3 separate regions of the Mus musculus genome follow, and all the other regions are linked to region 3. The links are chromatin contacts, called in public Hi-C maps. All regions are on one chromosome and are shown on one strand. Each heading gives the region's core, a stretch centred on a gene start, on an enhancer-like site or on the middle of the called end of the contact. The rest is flanking DNA. Distances are from core to core; before and after follow the strand shown.

Region 1 (4,394 bases), core at 678-3,177, 530 kb before region 3:
TGGAGACAAAGAGACAAGTAAAGCAGAAATATTCTCTGCCAGTCTTAAGGTGAGGCGACTGCCTGTAACTTCATGAAGTTACGCAGAGGCTCATTGTGACTGGTTTACTCTTACTATTATTTCAATCGCGATAAGAACTTACAGAAGCAAAGCTCTGCAGGCCCCAGGAGAGAGTGTAAAAAAACGATTGCTTGTCTGGTCCAGACAAGGCTTCTGTAGTCAGGTAATTTCCATGCCTAACAGCTTCCAAGTCTGAGCATTTTGAAGCGCTTGCCTGGCCTGGCCTGGCCTGGCCTCTTCACAAACTGAGTTTTCAGTAAGATAATGATGTGCCAGGCAGCATGTATGCATAGATTCCTGTGACCTGCTGCTGTTGGGATTGGTGGGCCTGCCTCTAACTCTGAAGAATACACACTGTGGTGCCTGGACAATGCTCTTTGATCCTAACCTCTCCAAACCTACCCTGTCTGGTACTGGAAATGGATAGCTTTAATCACACAAGCACTTTAGGATACTCATAGCTAGTCACTGATGCATCTCATTTTCTTCTGCCATGAACTCACAAGGCAGGGTGGTACTGGTCAGCAGAAGTTGCCTTGGGAGGGATTTTGATGACTGAACCTCCAATGTCACTTACATTACAATTGTGGACACAGCTGGGGCCCCTGTGCCAGTGATTTGGTGGTTCAATAGTTCATAAATAAATGAACAGGGCAGGCTTAGACAGGACTGCCCGTATTCCAGATTGTACCATGGATCCAAACCCTTACAGTAACACTGGACCTTTTGGTACCACATACCACTTTCATCCTGGTTCCAACCAAATCTCTTATGTACTTTCCTCATCTTTACCACCAGCACTTACCAAGTTCACTCTGTGTATGCACACACTCATCTTATCCAGCAATCCTCCAAGGCTAGAAATGTTCTTTTCTCTTTGTTTTACAGAAGGAAGGAAAAGAAGGGAGGGAAGAGGAAGAGAGGCAGAGAGAGAGAGACTGAGGGATGAAGAGAGAAGGACACAGTTGAGACTAACCTTTCCAAATCTTAAAGCTAATAAGCTACAGTGTCCGGATTTCAACCGAGGCCTTCCTTCCGACTGGGATTTAATCACCTCACTATTTCGCATGAACAAAACCAAATTACTTCCAATTCCCCCAAAGTGCAATTTTCTCATGCCTTTGGGCAGGAATGGATCTGGGTTTTGTAAGGGCTGAAAGTTTATACTGTTTTGGAAAGCCTACTTAAGGAAAAAAAGAGACAAACAAAAGCAAAATAATAATGAAAATTTAAATATGACATGGATACTTATTACAAATACAAAATTATATATTATAAACATAAGAGCTTAGTACCACAGAATCCAGAAAATAAAAAATTTCTATAATAATTTTCTATTTTTTATGGCAAATAGGATTTTTCACATTCCTTTTGAGATTATACTGACCAGCTGCTTCCTTCACATGCACAAAAGTACTGAGACCTCATTTTCTACAGAGAGAATGGAAGATAATGCAGCTTTCTCAGAAATTGGCAAACAATAGCCTGAGGCTAGGTGGTGCTTTTGTGAATAAAGTTTTATTAGAAAACTCGTGTTCACACAGGAGTCAGGACTTGAAGCAGAGGACAAAGTTTAAAACAGCTACTATTACCTGGACCTTTGATTCATAACTTATCCTGGGAAGACACAGAGAAATGTCTACTTACCCCAAACAACACCCCCCCCCCAAAAAAACCCACCATATTTGTAATGGTTTTCTTGGTAGTCAACTTGATCCTCTCTGGAATTTTAGAGAGTCTGTGAGGACACTTCCAGGATGGATTAACTGTTCCAGGATGGATTAACTGAGTAGTAGAAAGTAAGCAGAACCTTCCAACAGAGGCTTGAGGGAAGAGCAGCTGCTTGCTTGCACGCCATCACTTCTTGCTGAGTACATCTACCCAGTTGTCACTGCTACGGCCATTCTTCATTGACATCAGATCTGACTGTCCTGGCCCCTCCAGTTCAGATGAAAGATCAGCACATGTCCAGAAGTGCCACAGACTTCAGCCTTGGCTCAGGCATTTAGCCTTCTGGACTGAGCACCTTCGCATGCCAACAGCCATTGTATAGTACTCAGCCCATAAGCCAGTTCAATAAACCCCCTTCTCTTAGTTCTGTTCCTCTAGAGAATTCTAATACACCATTCAAATCCAGCTTGTTGAGCCAATGAAGTTACTCAGTTACTTACAAGAATAGGAGCGATCCAAAGGCAGCTATATCGCTGCAAAGCCTTCACACAGCATGAACCCCAGTCAACTCCCCTCTCCTCTATATTTTAGCACATCCCCTAAACAATGTGTAGCTTAGATAGAATCAGAAGTAGAGACAACTATGTCATATAATAGTCTCCCTCCTACCCCTCCTACCTCTCCTACCAAAGGCTATAATGTCAACAGTATCATTACCATAGTCCTGACTCTAAGTTTTTTACTGTTGGCACTGCAGGCAAAGGTCACATAGTGATGGTCATATCATGCTCAGCTTAAATAACTATGCTACAACTTTGCATGTGAAAATTTTGCCTAGTGTAGAGAATATTTAAATTCATTGCTCTGAATATTAATTTCACTCATTTCCTCATATAGGTTGCTGTATCTGGTCTAGAAGTACTTGTCCATCAGATCTATCAGAGAAGACCTGGGAAGATGGACCACTGTGGGTCATGTGTCAGTCTGTGTGGACAGGGGGCAGAATACTATACTTCATAACCCTTCAGAACTACACAGAATGCAAAGCCAAATAAAAAAGATGGGTAAAGAAGCTTCGAAAGGATTTGTTACCCAAAAATGTAAGAATGGGAAAACTCACAGACTTTGTTCTTCATATTTATTTGATTAGAATTTAAATATGTTCTCTAATGCTAGTCAATGTTTTTCTCTTTCCCGTTGGACCATTGGCTGTTTGAGACTGACACCCAGGTTTGGATGGAAGTTTATTGCCTCTGATCCAAGGAAGACACTGTATAAATGAATGCCACCTGGGTATTCAAATCTTCATGGATGGAAGTTTAGCTTTGCTATTTTGTAGCAATAGAGTCAGTAGACATTTGTATGCTAGTCCTTTTCTAATTTTGCCCTTAATGTTCTTTGCTGGTGTATAAAATGGGGCACAGAATCATTCAATAGCTTTTCTAAAGCTGCAATAGTGAGCAGAGTCAAACTCCATTCCTATTTAAATGAAAATCCCATACTGTTCCCAGCATTATAAACCTTTCAATGGTAGTCAAAGTGGTAACTTTAATTGGTTGTGGACACCACCACCTGTAATCCCTTAATTAGGGAAGTTGAGTGTGGTGGTTTAAATAGAAATGGCCTCCATAGGCTCATAGATTTGAATGCTTGGTCACTAGGGTGTGGCACTATCAGGAAGTGTGGTCTTGTTGGAGGAAGTGTGTCACTAGGGAAGGAATTTGAGGTTTCAAAAGTTCAAGTCAGGCCTGACAGTATCTCTCTTCCTGCTGCCTGCTGATCGAAATCTCAGCTACTCTCTACTACCAGGTCTGGCTGCATGGCTACCATTTCAATGAACAAAACCTCTGGACTACAGGCCAACCCCAATTAAATGCTTTCTTTATACGAGTTGCTTATGAAGTTATGCAGTATCTTCATAGCAATATAACACTAAGACAGAAGTTCGTACCAAGGAGCAGGGTGTTGCTGTAACAGGCCTGACCATTCATTAGTTTGAAGGAATGTGGACTTTGGAACTTTGGACTAAGATAGCAGTGGAATATGTTAAGTGCTTAATGGGCAATCTGAGTAGGAGCATGGAAGACAGTCATGCTGAGGGTGATTTGAAATGTGGGGTCCTGGTTCAAGAGGTTTCAGAGGGGGAGAATATTATATGTGACCTAAAATTCATATTTGCCTGCAAAACAAACCAGCACCTTCCTAGCCCTAGTCTTGCATACTGCAGTATTTATGTAACTCTATACCCTTTTCTGTTGATCTTTCACCTGTAGTTTTTAATAGTAGCTAACACAATTATGAAAGCAGTTCAGCTCCTTGACACCCACTGTTTGAATTTGTCACATTTTTCCCAGCATATCTCTTGATGAATACATATAATATTTCTGAGTTTATACTTTTCTAGTACTGCAGTAAACATACTTCAACATAATCCCTTATGAAATTTTTTTCTATAAATTATATACCAGGGAGGAAAATAATTGAGCTACAAAAGAAGAAATCTATTTTTTTCAAAACTGTTAAAGTAATTCTAATGAACAACCAATTGAAAAAAATATTGAGTCTTTGCTGATTCCAATATTGTGTTTTATTGCTTCTTAAACTTCAGTGTGCAAATTGATTTCCTGGACATCATGTTAAAATGAAGAATTCAATAAATCTGG
Region 2 (4,255 bases), core at 1,687-4,186, 910 kb before region 3:
CACAGGAAAGCATTTACCATGTGTCTCTCTAGTGGTATTATAAGAACATTGATGAGTCATTAAAAGCCAAGAGGGACTTTCCAAAAAGGAATAGTGCTAAAATCACACTGTAAATAAAGCAAGCTAAAACCATTCAGATACATTGAATTCACTCTACACATATACTTAACCTCTGCACATATGCACATGTAATTCCTATTATCCATTTAGAGGAGACAGTCTATCAATGTTTCAATTCATTTACTTTGTGAGTATCTATGTGTGAGAGAGAACATATGTGCACACATACACATGTGCACACAGGCAATCATGTGGAGGTCAGAGCACAGCTTGTGGGACAGTTCTCTCCTTCTACTGTGAGGGATCTGGGGATTGTGCTTAGGCAGTCAAACTTGGTATCAAAGTCATACATCTGCCAAGCCACCTTCCCAGCCCAAAAGCATGCCTTCTAGACGATCGAACTGTCCTGTGGGCTCCTTGAACAATTAGATGCATTGAAACCTGGCCTACTATGCAGCAGTTTTCTTTATAATAATAAAAAAAATACTTATATAAATACACATACACACATGTTTCAGTAACATATATGATATATATGATATAGGTTTATACCTAAAGATTTAGATACCTGAAATAAATATATTTATAGGTACATATAGATTTAAATTTGTATGTGTGTATGAATTGTGTGAACTGAGAAACATGTAGGCAGGAGGTCACTCTCAGATGACATTACTCAGGATATGCCCACTTTGGCTCTTTAAACAGAGCCTCTCATTGGTCTTGAGCTGACCAAGTAAACTAAGCTGGTAGCCACCAAGCTTCAGGCAGGAGTCTACCTGTCTCTGTCTGTCTAGCTTTAGGATTATAAGCATACATTACTGAACTATGGAAGTGCTCTGCCACCCAGGATACCTCCACTGCCCACAGTTTTATATTAATTTATTTTAAGATGGTCTGGCTTTGAACACAGTATTCCCAGCCTAGGCATCCCAAGTACCAAGATTTCAAGCATTCACTGCCATAACTAGCTCCAATATTTTAAGCATATTTAGATATGCTTATTAAATAAATATATTTGATTTTATGCCTAACAAACAGCTCCCTAAATGGATGCTCATTTGAAGTAGGTGATCAGCAAGAGGGATTTGTTACTCTTATTCTTGTGATCCTTATTATTTTGATCTTTCTTAACCCTCAGTGATTATGGTATATTACTGTCACCATTTACTCACCAAAACTGGAGCTCAAGCAGGCTGGGGACATGGCCAGGGTGATCAGCATTAAGCAGTGGAACTGGAATGCACTGGCTGCTTCCACAGTGTCTGCTCCATGGTAATGTTGGTTTCCCACACACTCTGAACTTCACTCTGACAGCAGGCCAGGTAAGTAAGCAGTCTTGTGTCCCAAAGTTTGTATGCACTGCAGACAGAGGTCGAATCCACACTTACAGAACTTTGTCTCCAGTATAGCTGCCTGGCAAACTCAGATCTAGATTAGGGCACCTTGAATTCTTTCCAGTGATGATCCTCTTTCACTCAAGAAATCCTAATATCACAACAAGTATATAAGTATATACAATAAATACATAAATCTGTCACTGATAAGCAAAGGAAATCCATTCTAAAACAATTATGATGTATATATAATTGAACACGCGGTAAAGAGCAAACATGCACACTAGGATGGATGTGCTTGCTTTTCTAACACAATCCACTCCAAAGATCTGATATTAACATGCTGTGAGATGATGACAGAAAAATATTTGAAAGTGCTTGCTTTCTGAAATTAAACCACTATAATCCTAGAAGAGTGGGGAAATGTGCGTACTGTAAAACACTGCAGTTGGGCCTGCAAGGTGGTTCAGCAGAGGTAAATGCCTGCCACCAAGCAAGACAATCTGAATTCATTTCCCAGACTCCCCTTGGTAAATAGTAAAAGAAAACCAATCCCCATGTGTTGTCCTCTGATCTCCAAATTCATACCTTGGTACACGTATACCACACACATGGGCATGCACAAAATAAAATGATCATAATTTTTTTTGAAAACTGAAATTTATGACATATGGCAGTCTCAAGTCTAAACTAGGGAGGTGTGGGCATCTTTGATGGTGTGGCACAGGATGCCATCGTGCACAGTGCACAGAGCAATTGTCCTGTGCTTAGAATCAATGCTACAGTGCGCTCTCGGAAGCCATGCAGGGGAACACTTTTGGAAACAACCTGAATTCATCCTGCTTTGGTTTGAACTGTTATTTGGTCACTGTGCGTCCAGAAACTTTTCTCTCTTGTCACAATAGTGGGTGGGATCCCCACAGTAACCCACAGTGTAAGCAGCTTCGGTCTAGGGGTGCAATGCCCCTCAGGTCCTCAGAGACCACCTTCCATTCCTGTTTCTGCATATCTATGAGCAGACATACTACTGCTCCCAGGATTATCCCTCAGGACGGTAAGAATGTGCAGGTGACTTTGACATCCTAGCTCTCTCTGACTGAAATAGACAGATGGTGTGTCGCCTGAATGAAGCAAAAAGTCAGAAGGAGCTAGAGTATTCCCCAGACTCGGGAAACAGAGGGAGAAAAAAGCAGGCGTAGGTAGGAAATAGAAGTGCAGAGACCCAAATAAAGTAGGGTAATAGTGCCAAGCGGGCAGGGAATGGCTGCGAAGGCACAGAATGCAAATTGGAAGTTCAGCCTCCAGATGCCAGCAAATGTTAAATCTCCCACAGCCCCAGCATCTCAGCTCCCGCTCCTTGCAGAACCCACGTTCAAGCAGACAGTAATAACTGCAGGGAGCAAAGCAGCCGCTTCCTGTTCACACGTGGGAAGTCAAACTTCCTGCAGCCACGCCAGGAAGTTGTGTGGAACAGAGAAAGCAGGTCACAGGCATAGTGCACAGCTTGCCTTTTATCTCCTCCAAACACTCCCAGGCTGGCTAGAGTGAGGGATTGCAATTCATTACTGTAAGGAGGACTTCAGCCCAGAACCCTCATGCAGCTGGATGGGACTGTCAGTGGACCAGCTGGCTGCCGCTTTCTGCGTTTAAGTTTTCCTAAGTTATGTGACTAGATGATGTATTGTCCCTCCAACTACTTCCCTTTGTCTGAAGACCTGTTCTGCTCTCGCTAGTGTGTATGGTGGGGGTGGGGTAATTCAGAAAGACAGCTAAAACAATGCTTTAACCGAGAAGCACAGGAAGTGAAAACCCTATGGGTCATTCTGTTTTGATGACGTCACTCAAATACTGGTCTCCAGAATCATTTCTCCTTGGTACAGTGGAAGAAAAACACACAACTTTCCTGGTTGAAAAGTAAGTTTTCTGCTACTTAAAATAAAATGGCCCACAGGAGTTCATTTAAAACACACACACACACACACACACACACACACACACACACACACACACACACAGGAAGAGAGAGAGAGAGAGAGAGAGAGAGAGAGAGAGAGAGAGAGATGTGTTTTCCATCAAGTTAAAAACCTAATTATAAACAAATACACAAATGGAAAAATAGACAGCAAAATGTAGCAGTCTCAGGTTCTTAATATTCTTTTCTGAATACACTTGTAAATTTTTTTTTACTGCCTTCACAATTCTCATTATCATCTTTGGTCTTCTCATCCCTCCTCCTCCTCCCTCCCCCACCCCACATCTTTCCCAAGAGCCCTGTGATCTTAAAACAATTTAATTAGCCTCCCTGAGCTTTCATATCATCAAATCCCCTCATCTGGCTCTACTATGGGTTCAAGGCTGCAGAACACTCAAGCCTTTGGCTTGAGGACAGATATAAACTCCCATATTTTGAGGCTAGCTAAAAAGGGCAAGAACCCCAAATGAGATTAGAGTAAAAACCACAGAGGGATTGCCCACTTATTAAAACACTTGAACATCGTCACAGTGTGTTGTCCGTGTGCCCCATCAGCCTGTCCAGTAAGGTACCGGGAGTCTGTGCTTTGGGTCTGCAAGGCAGGAAAGGTGCCGAGATCCAGAAGGCAGCAGAGACCCTAAGCTTTGGGGGTACTCTGCCCCATGTGTAGGTCCCACTGATTGCACTTGACACAGGGTGAAGACATGACCATATTCAATGCACTTCTTCTTTAAGAAAACAGGAAAAACTCAGATTTTCCTGAAATCTTATTTCAGAAAGAAGTGTCCAACAGAGTTCTGAGAATATAGGAATAAGAGAAAAATGCCCTAAGGACCTACCTCACTGTTTTTGCCTTTTCCCCTTCCACAAACTTCAAGATTTTCCT
Region 3 (4,120 bases), core at 1,097-3,596:
TGTAAGAATGTGGGAAAGATCTCAGGACAGACTACTTTAGAAAAATGCTAGTTTCTATCTGTGTTATTGGATTCCAAGGGTGGTGGTGGTTGTGGTAGTAGTGTTTGTGGTGGTAGTGGTTGTGGTGGTAGTGGTGGTGGTGGTGGTGGTTGTGATGGTAGTGGTTGTGGTGGTGGTGGTTGTGGTGGTGGTGGTTGTGGTGGTGGTGGTTGTGATGGTAGTGGTGGTGGTGGTGGTGGTTGTGATGGTAGTGGTTGTGGTGGTAGTGGTTGTGGTTGTGGTAGTGGTGGTGGTGGTGGTGAAGAAGGATGAGGAGGAGGAGAGGAAAAAGAAAGGAAAAGAAGAGAAAGAAGAAGAGGAAGGGGATGGAGGAATAGGAAGCAGAAGGAGAAGAAAAAGTGGAAGAAGAAGAGGAGAAGGAAAAAGTATAGGGGGGATACAGGAAGGAGGGAGAAGAACTGAAGGTGGAGGAAGAGGAATGGGAAAGAAGACACAGGAAGAATGAGAAGGAGGAGGAAGATAGGTACAGAGAGGCAAAACAGTCACACAGAGCAGAAGAGGGTCCCAAGAGAAACAGCATCATCAGTGATGGCGACAGCTGTAGTCATTCAGTGTTCCTCCTCTAGACATTTCATCACACAGTTTTCACACGTGACATCACTTAGACAACACTGTCATCCCTTGCAAATAACAAAACCACGGCCTGGAGAAATTTTTTAAATGTACCTGTGTCAGTAAGATGCCTGAGCAAGTGAAGACAGTCGCCACCAAGCCTACCCACCTAATTCCATCCCATGGTGGAAGGAGAGAACTGACTTCTGTAAGTTGTCCTCTGATCTCCCTCCATGCATGCACATAGAGGCTATCCTCTGTTACACACACAGACACACACACACAGACACACACACACAGGATAGATAGATAGATAGATAGATAGATAGATAGATAGATAGATAGATAGATGATAGATAGTCTAAAATAACACCCCCCTAATTCACACTACTAAGAAAGAGAACAGTCTGAAGGGCCATGAAATTGCTCAGTCAGAAAAGTATTCACTGCACAAGCGTAAAAACCTGATTCAATTCTCAGAGCCCATGTGAAAAAGTTGGACATGACAGTGTAATACCAACACTAAGAGATGGAGACAGGGGCATCCCCAGGGCTAACTGGCTAGCCTAGCTTTCTTGGAAAGTCTTGAGTCTGTCAAAACCCTGTCTCAAAAATCAGTAGGTAGATCATATACTGAGGAATGATAATAGAAGCTGTCCTCTGTTCCAGACATGCACATACGTGCGCACACACACACACACACATAGAAACACATATGCACATGTGTGTGTTCATACACACAGAGAAAGAACAAATTATTTGAAAGCCACTGTTTTAGCATGTTAGTTGTCGATGGTTCTATAACACAATGCCCTGATGTGTCAGTACTTAGTGGGTCAGGAATCCAGGCGTGGCTTAGTAGGTGCCTCAGCTTCCCTCGGGGTCTATAATCAAGCTGTCAAAGAGGTCTGAAGTCTAATCCAAAGGTTTAACTGGACAAGCCTCCATTCCTCACCTCACTCAGGTGGGAAATCTCTTGGCAGGATTTATTTCTTAGTGGTCTGTTGGGCTAAGGGTCTCGGTTTCTTGCTGCTAGTCAGAAATGAGTCACTAGACTGAGTCTACACTTAAGGGAAGAGGGTTACACCAAGAGTTGCTGGTCCCTGAGACTGTGTTAAAGGCTGTTTACCCACAGCTGCTTTCCCTTTGGATTAAGCAGACTGCATTAATATGCACACGATTTAGTCTTCTGAAAGGGCCTTTTCCCGGTCTCACATGCATTGGCTGCATTTGTCTTGCCCACACCCTTGTGGGATTTCCTGATGCATTTGAAATCTAGTCTCCTTTTGGTTGCAATCTTCTTCCTCCTCACTTCTCCTCCACTCCTGAAATCTTCACTCCAGAGAAGCCTCATGCATCACATCTATCCTGGGAGCACCTAATCCAGTGTCGAGATTTACAGATAAGAGCATTGAGACTCAGATTCAGTCAAGAGAAGGGGCCTCCCCCAAATCCCACAGGAAGCCATAGGCAGGCAGGGCAGGGACCCTGAGCCTCATCTGCAGCATATCCCTACACACCAAGATCCTTGCTGCGAAATCAATCCAAACCAGGCTCTTGAGCTCTAGGGGAAATGCAGACATTTCATCAACATACAAATGAGGGAAACACTTTGGTGGCTCTTCTCCCCCTGTCCCCATCCTTTGCTTCACAGGGGGCTGGCTTCGTTCCCTCCTGGGAACGGGAAGAGCTCACTAGTTAGCTGAGCTGTGAGCAAGCCTTTTTGTGTGAAAAGCCGAAGAGTCCAGGAGGATACAGCTTCTCTGTGGTCACACAATGCCCTCTAGCCTTGAGTCAGGGTAGTTCCAGGAGGAAATTTTGGAAAACAATGAAGGACTGTGAATCGCACAAAGCCCACTGTGCCCTTAAGACAAAGCTGTACGATCTGGAGATCCTGAGGACCCAAGAACTGCCAGAGAACTGCCATGAGAAGCACGGGCACGGTGCAGCAGTTCCTGAGAGTCTGTCTGTCCCTTTCAGACTCTCAAGAGGGACCACAGCAGCATCCATGAACAAAAGGGTTGAGATCTTTTTTGTAACTTTCCAAATATCTGAAACATTTTCCCTGATGTAAAAAAGATTAACAAATGATCGTGCACCTCTTATTTGGCTTTTGGAGTGCAGGGGATTCATCTCAAGCCCTGCACGTGCTAGGAAACGCTGCCAGGGCTTCATCTACAGCCCACCTGTCATATATCCAGTCCAAACACTGTGGGCTTAATGTCACACATCTGCCCTGTCCTGTCCACCATTCAGAGTATTATACTCCTTCATCTGAATAGGCAATAGAAAGCTGGTGTTTGTATTACAGGTTTACTCAATAGATGTCTACTAATTACCTATGTGCTGTGTGTTAAGGACATGAGCCGAATGAACTCCTGAGGTATTAAGTAATCTCTCTCCAATTTCCACCTACTTTCTTGCTTCTGAGCTGTGCAAGTCCCTGGAGCCCGCTCAGATCACCTTCAGTGCCAGGGTTGGAGATGTTCAAAGCATCTCTTTTCTTATCCACTAAAATGGTTCCAGGGCATCAACATTCCAAGGTAACCCTTGGAACTGAGCTAAGTTCACCAGAGGAGAAGGCAGCTGCACTTGCCCCTAGAGTAGAACCTGCAAGAAAGCAAAGGCAAATCAGGCAAAGAGAGCTAAGCCCAGGAGAAAATACATCTGATGGTGGCCTGGGCCCTAGGCCCTTCATCTATCTTCTAAGAAAACAGAAACTGGCGTTCTATTATTGTCAACAGAAAATGTCATCGGTGGATCATCAGTCCTTAAGGAGCTCACAGTCCAGTAAGGCAAAGTGTATCTGATACAGAGTACTATGTGAGCATGATTGTTAGTATGGAAACATGCCTACAAAGGTGGTTTGTTTTTTCTGAAAATAAATAGAGGGAATATTAAAGAATCCCCCATAGGAAGTCTGCCTTCTGCTGTGATGTGCCAGAACAATTTGGACAGGCAGCAATGACCAGGAGGAAGGACACGGATACATAAAAAGTAGAGAGAGGCAGGACCATGTTCCAAAGTAAGCCTGTGCATTGGGGAAGTTTCCCTTAGGAAGGATTCAGAATCTTTATAAGGACAGTGAAGCTATATCTTCTGGACATGTGTACATGTATGTCCCACTCAAAAACTCACAAGATTTGATAACACTGAGTCCAGCCAGTATTCCAGCACAGGCTGGAAAGTAGCTCCTGAGACCATGACTCCCATTTGAGGAGCTGTTGGCAGTTAATGGTTGCTGGTGATAGGAAAAGTCCTTTTCTTCAGGGCTATAGCCTCTGGTAGGTTGCCCATGATACAGTAACTCCCACCCAAAACAACAGAAGGCATGAGAGCAAGTGGAGCTCCTTGGAAAGAAGAAGAGGCTCCACAGAAGTCTAAGGAGGATAAAAGATGATGAAGAGAGAGAGGGGGGTGAAAATACATGTATGAACTGGTCAAAGGTAAGTTTAAATTGGGATTTCATGTGTCACTGAAATGACTCAGACCTCAGCTATTTGGACCA

What was found. Hi-C and Micro-C count contacts between places; a contact is called where the count stands out from the background.
Region 1: a contact with region 3 is called in a Hi-C map of muscle stem cells, with 3 times the contacts expected there. The contact joins two enhancer-like sites. A contact is called at or near these places in 2 of 484 Hi-C or Micro-C datasets (muscle stem cells and nephron progenitors) and 1 of 9 other capture datasets (embryonic stem cells).
Region 2: a Hi-C map of cerebral cortex shows a contact between it and region 3, with 2.4 times the contacts expected there. The contact joins two enhancer-like sites. A contact is called at or near these places in 3 of 484 Hi-C or Micro-C datasets (cerebellum and cerebral cortex).

The regions. Positions count from the first base shown.
Region 1 is chr16:7,797,619-7,802,012 of GRCm38.p6, forward strand. No RefSeq gene overlaps it. Among named protein-coding and RNA genes, the nearest start is that of Gm29854, 32 kb to the left of the region's middle. Within about 2 kb of position 1,928, at least 3 of the 459 cell types and tissues checked have an H3K27ac peak or open chromatin away from gene starts, as enhancers often do. A contact at or near this core is called in muscle stem cells, where this site is marked.
Region 2 is chr16:7,417,020-7,421,274 of GRCm38.p6, forward strand. No RefSeq gene overlaps it. Among named protein-coding and RNA genes, the nearest start is that of Gm29854, 350 kb to the right of the region's middle. Within about 2 kb of position 2,937, at least 95 of the 459 cell types and tissues checked have an H3K27ac peak or open chromatin away from gene starts, as enhancers often do. A contact at or near this core is called in cerebral cortex, where this site is marked.
Region 3 is chr16:8,331,160-8,335,279 of GRCm38.p6, forward strand. No RefSeq gene overlaps it. Among named protein-coding and RNA genes, the nearest start is that of Gm26159, 3.8 kb to the right of the region's middle. Within about 2 kb of position 2,347, at least 51 of the 459 cell types and tissues checked have an H3K27ac peak or open chromatin away from gene starts, as enhancers often do. A contact at or near this core is called in cerebral cortex and muscle stem cells, where this site is marked.